Regions from separate parts of the Mus musculus genome. Here regions 1 and 3 are each linked to region 2. The links are chromatin contacts, called in public Hi-C and promoter capture Hi-C maps. All regions are on one chromosome and are shown on one strand. Each heading gives the region's core, a stretch centred on a gene start, on an enhancer-like site or on the middle of the called end of the contact. The rest is flanking DNA. Distances are from core to core; before and after follow the strand shown. Region 1 has its middle 51 kb from the start of Runx3. Region 2 holds the start of Selenon (selenoprotein N). Region 3 holds the start of Dhdds (dehydrodolichyl diphosphate synthase).

What was found. Promoter capture Hi-C pulls out the DNA fragments that hold promoters and counts their contacts. Hi-C and Micro-C count contacts between places; a contact is called where the count stands out from the background.
Region 1: a contact with region 2 is called in a Hi-C map of pro-B cells, with 6 times the contacts expected there. The contact joins the enhancer-like site here to the promoter of Selenon in region 2. A contact is called at or near these places in 4 of 484 Hi-C or Micro-C datasets (cortical neurons, embryonic stem cells and pro-B cells) and 2 of 115 datasets of contacts at active chromatin or transcription factors (large pre-B cells and microglia).
Region 3: a contact with region 2 is called in a promoter capture Hi-C map of liver. The contact joins the promoter of Dhdds here to the promoter of Selenon in region 2. A contact is called at or near these places in 2 of 39 promoter capture datasets (both in liver).

Annotation. Positions count from the first base shown.
Region 1 is chr4:135,202,134-135,205,059 of GRCm38.p6, forward strand. No RefSeq gene overlaps it. Among named protein-coding and RNA genes, the nearest start is that of Runx3, 51 kb to the left of the region's middle. Within about 2 kb of position 1,263, at least 161 of the 459 cell types and tissues checked have an H3K27ac peak or open chromatin away from gene starts, as enhancers often do. A contact at or near this core is called in microglia and pro-B cells, where this site is marked.
Region 2 is chr4:134,550,914-134,553,756 of GRCm38.p6, forward strand. Selenon (selenoprotein N) reads right to left here and starts at 1,253. Exons shown (of 12, transcript NM_029100.2): 1 at 1,024-1,253; 2 at 504-621. The coding sequence starts at 1,206.
Region 3 is chr4:133,999,096-134,002,189 of GRCm38.p6, forward strand. It overlaps Dhdds (dehydrodolichyl diphosphate synthase), which reads right to left and starts at 1,787. Exons shown (of 9, transcript NM_001362959.1): 1 at 1,630-1,787; 2 at 1,174-1,298. The coding sequence starts at 1,236.

The sequences.
Region 1 (2,926 bases), core at 13-2,512, 650 kb after region 2:
TCTACTGCGATGCCACAGACTGGGCTGAAGAGCTGTCCCCGGTGGTGTCCCAAGTACCAGTCGAGTCCACCGTGCACCTGCAAGGCAAGTCCCTCAGTTTCCTCACCTAAGCACTTCTGGTCCTCCTGACCCAAACAGGTAGAGGGTTCTCGAAGCTTCAAATCTGTGGAAGAAACCACAGAACTGCACTGCAAAAATAAAAACGCTCCACAAGTTTGGGGATGCAGCTTCAGAAGACGGGGCCTGTCTAGCATATGTGAGACCCCACGTTTGATCCACAGCAACACACATGCATGTGCGCACACACACACAGAGAGAGAGAGAGAGAGAGAGAGAGAGAGAGAGAGAGAGAGAATTAAAACAAGCAAAACTAAAGAAAAACACATACCACAAAGAGAACACTAGAACCAGGGCTGGTGACATACATCAAGCTACTTGTCACACTTGTCAAAGCCTGAAGACTCCAGTTTGGTCACTGGAACTTATAGAAGAAGAAGAAGAAGAAGAAGAAGAAGAAGAAGAAGAAGAAGAAGAAGAAGAAGAAGAAGAAGAAGAAAAGACTCCCAAAAGTTGTCTCCTGACTGCCACACGTGTGCTGGAGTGTGTGCTCGCACACGCAATACTGATAAGAATTAAAAAAAAAAAAAAAACAAACTCTCTCAAGTCATTAACTTAGAAAGAACACAAGAAAGTTAGTCGAAAACAAGATGCCAGTGGATAAGATACTAGCCAAGAAACAATGGAAAGTTAAAAAAAAAATGGCTGGGCCTGTGGACATTGCTCAGCCGCAGGAGCGTGGTTTCCATTGAAGCTGAGAGCAATGGAATGGAGCAAGACACACCCCCACCCCCACCCCCACCCCACCCCCATAGTACCTATCAAAAGCCTTAAAACAGCTCCATTTTGTTCACATTTTTCCTCTCTTTGTCTGTCTTTCTTTTTTATTTTTGTCTGTTTGTTTATTGGGGGTTTTGGGTTGTTTGTTTGTTTGTTTGTTTGTTTGTTTGTTTTGAGACTGTTTCTCTGTGCTCACACTCAGAGATCTGCCTGCCTCTGCCTGCTGGGATTAAAGGTGGTTCACATTTCTTAATCTGTTTCCTAAGGCTATGCTGGTGGAACACTCCCCGCCCCAGCCAATGCCCCCCCCCCCACATACTCTCACACTTTCATTTCCCATTTCTGCATATTTCCTCTGCACTCCATACACGGAGTACAGCCCCAGATGCGTGCTCAACGACATCACCCTCCGGCTGTGACTAAATGTGTCACCATGAGAGCTGGAAACAACCGAGCCCTGCTCATCGTGGGACAGGCGAGCAGGGAGGGGATCTGACCAAAATCTAGAGTTCCAGATGACGCGGAGATACTTGCAACATAGTCGACTAGTGACAGAGAATAAAGCCCTGCCGCCCTCACAGGAAAAGAAACCCCTAGTCAACAGGCTGGAGACACACCGCAGTAGGCTGTCCCCGAGGGCCAGTCGCAACTCAGGGTGGGGGGTAGGGGTGAGGGTGGGGGTGGGGCTGCTGCCAAGCCTCTTGCTTCCGGTGCTTTCCAAACATTCTCAGTGAGCAGAAAGACTTTCGTCATCGCCTAAGCAATAAAAATAAAATAAAACAAAACAAATAAAACAAAACAGCGGTACTCTTTCTTCTTCACCCTTTGTCTTTTTCTCTCTGCAAAGTTCCTTCATGGGTCAGTTGAGGTTGGTTGGGTAAATGTCTGTGAGGGTGTCCGTAGCGGCGCGTTCGTGAATCAGCCTCAAGCCTGGCTTGCACTGCCTGCCTGTCTCTATTTACATTGCTCTCCCTTGCTATTCCCGATGCTTGTGGAAGACAGAAAAACCCAATGTCTCTGTTTAGTCACATCTAGCCACGACACTGATACTGGGAAAGCATCAGGCTGCCCCATACAGATGTGTTTTAACCTGAAATGGACACTGGGTGTCAAGGATTGCCTGTGGCCTGGCGCCTGGCGAGTGGCATTGTGCTACCCCAGAGCTGGAGAGACCCGTAAAATCTGGCAGGAGAGGATAAAGATACAGGTGTGGCCCCATAGCTACGGCCCCCATCCACCCACCCCACCCCCATCCTGCCCCCATTGAGCCTCGAGGGTTTGTACCAGATCAGCACTAACCCCCTGCAGTCCCTCTCTGGCAAGGAACTCCGGCCTTGGCCATCCTTGTCACACAGACGCTGGAGACAATCCAGCTTCCTGCTGTCATGATTGATTTCTACTTGACATCAGATAAGGAAAAGCAGGTGTAGAATGTCAAGTTCAAATGTGACGGCAGAGCCCTGCTGGATTTTCCCTTCAAAAACCAACTGCCAGTGGCAGTGGCAAAACTGATCCCGGGCTGGGAACTTGGGATGGTCTGTGTTTACAGTTATTCACATTTCCCGATCAAAACTGCAAAACAGGTGACCTCGAGGTTCCTGCAGGGACCCCTGAGTCCCAGAAGGATCTGTAGGAATAGGGAGCAGGTTTGGTTTGGTTTGGTTTGTTTGTTTGTTTGTTTGTTTTTTAACTTTTAAAGAGGAGGCAAAACATTTTTCTGTTAGCATACAGATGTGGTGTGAGGTCATGGGGTGTGTGTGTTCTCATCTGTACGAGTGGGCATATGTAGGCTGTAGGCGTGTCTGTGACGTCCCAAGGTTGATAGATCTGCCTCCATTGTCCTCCATCTTGTTCATAAAAGTAGGCTCTGTCAATTAAACCCTGGGCTTAACGATGGAGGGCTAGTGTCATCTAGCCAGCTTACCCAGAGACCTCAGTCTTCACCTCCCCAGGGTTGCCATGTCTACCCAGATCCATTTGTTAGCACTTTATCCACTGTGTCATCTCCCCAGCCTGGGGCAAAATTGTTTGGATGCTTTGAAGGAGTTTCTGCCCAACAGAGGCTGACCTCCCAATTCGGGCTTTTTTT
Region 2 (2,843 bases), core at 3-2,502:
TCCTCCTCCCATTTATCGTAAGGAAATCCGCACCTGGGCAGCACTGGCTGGCGACTAGGAATTATACAACCTAGGCTTTAGAGCAGTGCCAGCAGCTGTGACTCCTTCCTGTTTGTGACTGTCTGCATATTGGCCATTGCACACACAGTCTCTGAAATCCTTAACCCTGTGAGTCAGGTCAGGTCTAACCTGGCTCTGTCGTCTTCTAGCCTGGCAAGAGGGTCAATCTGCCTGCATCTTCATCGCTTCAAATACAGCTTAGCCTGACAGCAGCCACGGCCCCAGGCGTGGGACAGGTGTAAAGGCTGCATCCTCTTTCAAGGCTTCAATTTGAGGATGTGGCCTGGCAGGTGGCCGGAGGAATGCTACTGTCACCATTGAAATGGGATTGGGTGCTACGGCAACTCAGGTACCCACCAGCCCGAAAGTGGTGAGGGGGTGTGGGCTCGGGGCCCGGGCCCAATTCCTTTTAGGTTTCCCTGAGTGCCCAGCCTCTCTGGTACCTGTCAGTTTCTCCGCAATGGGTTTGAATTCCTCCGGACTGATGTACATATCCTGGTCAGTGTCCAGCGAGGAAAAGAGAAAGAGGCCATCTGTCCCCAGGACCTTTAATGCCGATTCCTGCTGGGAAGGAAGGAGCTGAGCTAAGCATCACCATGGGCCCCAAACTCTCCATCCCAGTCCCTGAAGCAGGGAGCTGCTTCCTGCTACAGTGGCTCCTGCCATTCTTTTCCAGAGTCCCCTCCACACTTGCCAGCCCATTTGCTCAAATGTCACTTCCCAACAGTCCCAGAGTTCCTTGTCCCCTTTTCAGTCGCGTCTGGTCCCAGCTTCACTCCACGTCTTCATCCATTGTCTACTCCGAGTTCCCTCCCTCCTCTCCCAAAGGCCCGGTCCTACTTTTTACCCTGTCCTGGCCATTGTCCCCTCCGGCCTCCCCACTTCCCCCCTTCCCTGGTGCGGGGTAGAGCTTTGCTCTGCGCCTCTTTCTGCAGCCACTGTCCCCCTCCTGTCCCCTCCGACCTGCCGCGCGGCCGCCTGGGCGTCGGCGAGGAGCGCGCAGGCCCGGGCAGCGGCGACAGCGGCGGCGGCCGCCAGCAGGGCTCCGAGCAGCGCCAGGGCGCGGGCGCGGCGGCGTGGAGGCGCGGGCTGAGCGCCGGGGTCCGGGCTGTGCGGGCGGCGCGCTGCGGGCCTGGCCTGGCCCATGGCGGCGGCTCCGGGGATCCCGGCGGCTGCAGGGAAGGGGATCGCACGGCGCGGGGCGGGCGGCGCGGGGCGGGGCGGAGCTGGGAGGGAGGGCGTCAGCAGGGTGGACTGCCGGCCCATCACTGCCGGGGAAAGAGGGAGGTCCCGAGGGCACAGCGCCTGCTCAGCCGGTCCATAGGCCCTCTACCTCGCCGCTTCCAAAATAAATAAAATAATAAATAAATAAATAAATTCTTTTAGACATCCTTTCACTCTGTAGCTCAGGCAAGCCTGAAACTCGCTGTGTTGTCCAAGCTGACCCTGAACTTGTGATGCTCCTCCTGTCTTCTGAGCCTCCAAGTATAATCACCCTCATCCCTGCGCACACACACAGGCTATGATCACCCTCATCCCTGCACACACAGGCTATGATCACCCTCATCCCTGCACACACAGGCTCTTTCCCTTTCTCCCTCCCTTCCATCCAAAGTTCAGTTAGTTCTGCAAAATGTGTGTGCCATAGTGAAAGAGTGCTGTTGAAATTATGATCTAAAATATGGTTAGGACTCAAAAGAACTCCTGGGAACTGGGGAGAGGACACAGCGGGTTGTTGCAGAAGCTGATCCCTAGCACCCGTGCTAAAAAGCCAGATGTGCCCACACATTATTTAATAGGAAGGTTGAGCAGAAAAACCCTTGGGACTTGTTGGCCAGTTAGTCTAGCCAAACAGGTGAGAGACCCTGTCTCAAAAAATAAGTTGGAGAGTGATAGAGGAAGAGACCTGACATTGGCATAATACGCATACACACACACATAGTACACACATACATACACACACATAGACTCACACACGTACACATATATACATACATACATGAATATGCACATAGACTCAAACACACACATATACACATACATACATACATACATGAATATGGACACAGACTCAAACACACACATATACACATACATACATACATTCATACATACAAACATACATATACACACATAGACTCACATATACATACACACATATACACACATAGACTCATACACATACATATACACACGTACACACATACATACACACATATACATACATACATACATGAATATATACACAGACTCACCCACACATATATACACACATACACATATACACACATACACAACACACATACTCTCACACACATATACACACATATATACATATACACATATACACATACACATATACACACATATACACATACCCACATAGACTCACGTACATACACACATACATATGCACACACATAGACTCACATACATACACACATAATATGCACACACATAGACTCACATACATACACACACATGTATACAATACATACATACATACATATACATACACACATATATATATATACATACACACATATACACTCACATGCATATACATACATACACACACACACACACACACATGAATCCACTTTATAATACCAGAACAGAACATGACTGAGCAGGTTTTAGCCACACATAAAAATGGTGGCCTCCAATGATGGCTGGACCCAGCACCTCCCCTTCAGGATCCAGCTGAAGGGCTTTCTTTAGATCGCTCCTGATCACACACAGGCAGTGAGCACTGAGGCCTTCCCAGCCTCAGTGTATGGAGA
Region 3 (3,094 bases), core at 537-3,036, 550 kb before region 2:
TCTCACGCTCATCCCTCCTCTCTCCTCTGCCTTTGTCTCCTACACTTATTTTTGCCAACACGAGGCAAAGTTTCCTAAGGAGAGAGTTTTCATTTTTTGGACTCCCTGTGATTATTTGACATTTGTAGGTATGTGGAAATACAAGGCTTACTGACGCAAATTCACTGTTAAAACACTGCTCGACAGTCTGTATCTAAAAACTAAAGCCAGGCTGACTGGCTTGCATCCAAACCTCTCTCAGGCACAGAATATGACATGGCTGTGACTCCTGATGGGGGCCTTTGATGGTTGAGCTGGTAAAGGTACTTGTCCCAAAGCCCGATCCTGAAAGCTGTTCTCTGTACTCTAAATGTACACTATATATCACCATACTAAGATAAATAACGGACTGGCACTAGATATTGTGCCACGTTCTTTGTGTATTTCTTTTTTTTAATCCTCAAAAAAGACAAGTTTGTTAAGCCACATGGTTGGTAAATAACAGTTTTCCTCACGGATGTCTGTCTCTAGAGCAGATGGTTAAAGTTTTAACCATCAAAGAACCATTAACTCAGAAGACACTGCAAGGAGAAACCGATGGAAACGCTGGGGCAGTGGTTCTCAGCTGTCCTTATGCTGTGAGCCTGGGATATAGCGCCTCAGGTGCTGACTTCAACCATGAGAGTATTTGCACTGCTACTTTATAACTGCCATTCTGGTACTATCGGAAATCGTAATGTCAGATACCTGATATCCGACCCTGTGAAAGGGTTGTTCAACCTCTGAAGGGGTTGGGACCCACAGGTTGAGAACTACAACTCTAGTGAGACAAATTTCTGTTCCCTCCCATTCAGAGTCACAGTCTCTCTTCCTTTTTCAAACTCAGAGTCTTGTGAATACCAAGAAAGCACCTGACCAGTGAGCTCTTTTGACACTCTCAACGGCACAATTCAGTTTTCCAGAAGGAAAATCTAACAGTCTATGTGATCTAATGATATTAAGAGACCCTGATTGGCCTTAAAAAAAAAAAAAAGTCACACAGTACAATAAATACTAGAAATGCAGCCCTTCAAACTACATTATAATTTCAAGATTCTCTCTTTACTAAATTCTACTTCATTGGGATTGCTACAATTTAATAATGAACTACTCAACTATCCAAAAGGTCAACTTTTCCCCCGGGGTACTGCTCACCTTTATGATGTTAGCACAGAACCGTTCCCACAGTGACAGCTCTCCTTCTTTGATCCATGACATAGTTCTTGCTATGTCAGAAATCACACAAGAACAACAACAACAACAAAAAACAGCCAGATAACCTTGAATAAATGAAAAGAGAGAGAAGTCATCCTTGCTTGCAATAAAACTGACTAAAGAGACTCTGCTGGACTGTGGCAGGCAACACGCGTCTGAATCCAGAGACTGTTCTAATCCGCTCAGGCCTCTACAAGCCAACGGGAGACCTTTGGAGCAAGGTAGTTCCCACTTTCTTATCCTTACGTGCACTGATTTCTTCCAAATATCCTGCCACATCATGGTACCTACATCTTGCTTGGTCAATCCCCACAACTTCCTTCTCTATTGCCCCGCAAACCATTGCTCACTCTAAGCTAACCAATCACTACCCTCCTTGGATGCCGCATCTGTTACCTCAATGGTCACTCTCCCGGCTGGACTTTAGTGTTTCCCGCAGCTAACTCCACATCCAGCTTCCCCTCCTCTGGGTCTCTGTGTTTACTCCCCACCTAGGACGCAGGAGAAGGCGCTTTTCCACCACTCCCGGGCGACTTACGACTTGGCGCTGAAAGAACACGTCACCTCTACGTGATTGGCTCCGCCTCCTCCGTCCGTGGTGGGCGGGGCCGCCCCTGCGTACTCGGGGGCGGAGCGGTGCGAGTTCTTGCGAGTTGGCTATTGGTGGCCGCTCTCGCGGGGCGTGGAAACAGCGCCTGGGAGGCCGAGGTCACGTGAGCCGATACTCCTACCTCTTGGGTCTCCTATTGCAAGCCCTGCACGTTAGGCGAGTTGAGCCTGAGGGATCGAGATGTGTTCGGCCCACGCATTTGCGTGGTCTCAGGTGTTGTGGCAGTTTGTTAGGGAGAGAGGATGCGGTTGCTCCACCTCAAAATTGAGTTTCTCTATGGATGATCGCAGTGCTTATATTATGGGAGACACGGTAATGTCGTATTTTGACAGTCCTCCTACCTCAGTCTCCCCAACTGCTGGGGATATGGACGTAAACCATGGAAGTGAACTGCGTTTATTTAAAAATTTGTCTTGGGCTGGAGAGGTGGCTCAGAGTTTAAGAGTACCGACTGCTCTTCCAGAGGTCCTGAGTTCAATTCCCAGCAACTACATGGTGGCTCACAACCATCTGTAATGGGATCTGATGCCCTCTTCCGATGTGTCTTAAGACAGCGACAGTGTACTCACATACATAAAATTAATCTTTAAAAAAACAAAATTGTCTTAAAAGTGTTCTTTTAGCCGAAACTGATGGCACGTCGTCACTGAACTCAGCACTCAAGGCTGAGGCCATTTGAATTAGTTAATGTCTTTTCTGCTACGTAGTAAATTTAGTCACCCTGATCTAGGGGATACTGTCTCCTCAAAAAATTCTGACGTGTTTTTTTACTTGTCGCCTTTTAATGCTGCTAACGCATCAGAAGGGTTTCTTGCGCTGGTCACTTTTGGGGAGCGATGCAAAGCAACTTTATAATTTGCAGATTCCGAAGACCCACGTTAATGAACTTAGGAGGACAAGTCAGAAAGAGCTTTACTCTTAGGACTTCCAAAACCACAATCCGTAGCATTTGGGAATAGAGCCCTAGTGGTAGAGTTCTTGCCTAGCAGGCTAGAAGCCCTGGGTTCAGTTTCCAGCCCAGTATAAAAAAGCATGGTGGCAGCGAATGCAGGGCAATCAGCAGTTTAGGTCACCTAGGGCGTTTGAGGCTAGCGTGGCCTACACAGGAAAACTCAACCTCAAAACTAAACAAAAATAGAAACAATCTTAAACATACAACAAAACACCATAAGCCACTTGTGGAGAGCTTTGGGGGTCAAGCAAGAACTCAAAAGCATTAGCTGTATAGCTAGTCTGAAGGACTTTTAGATA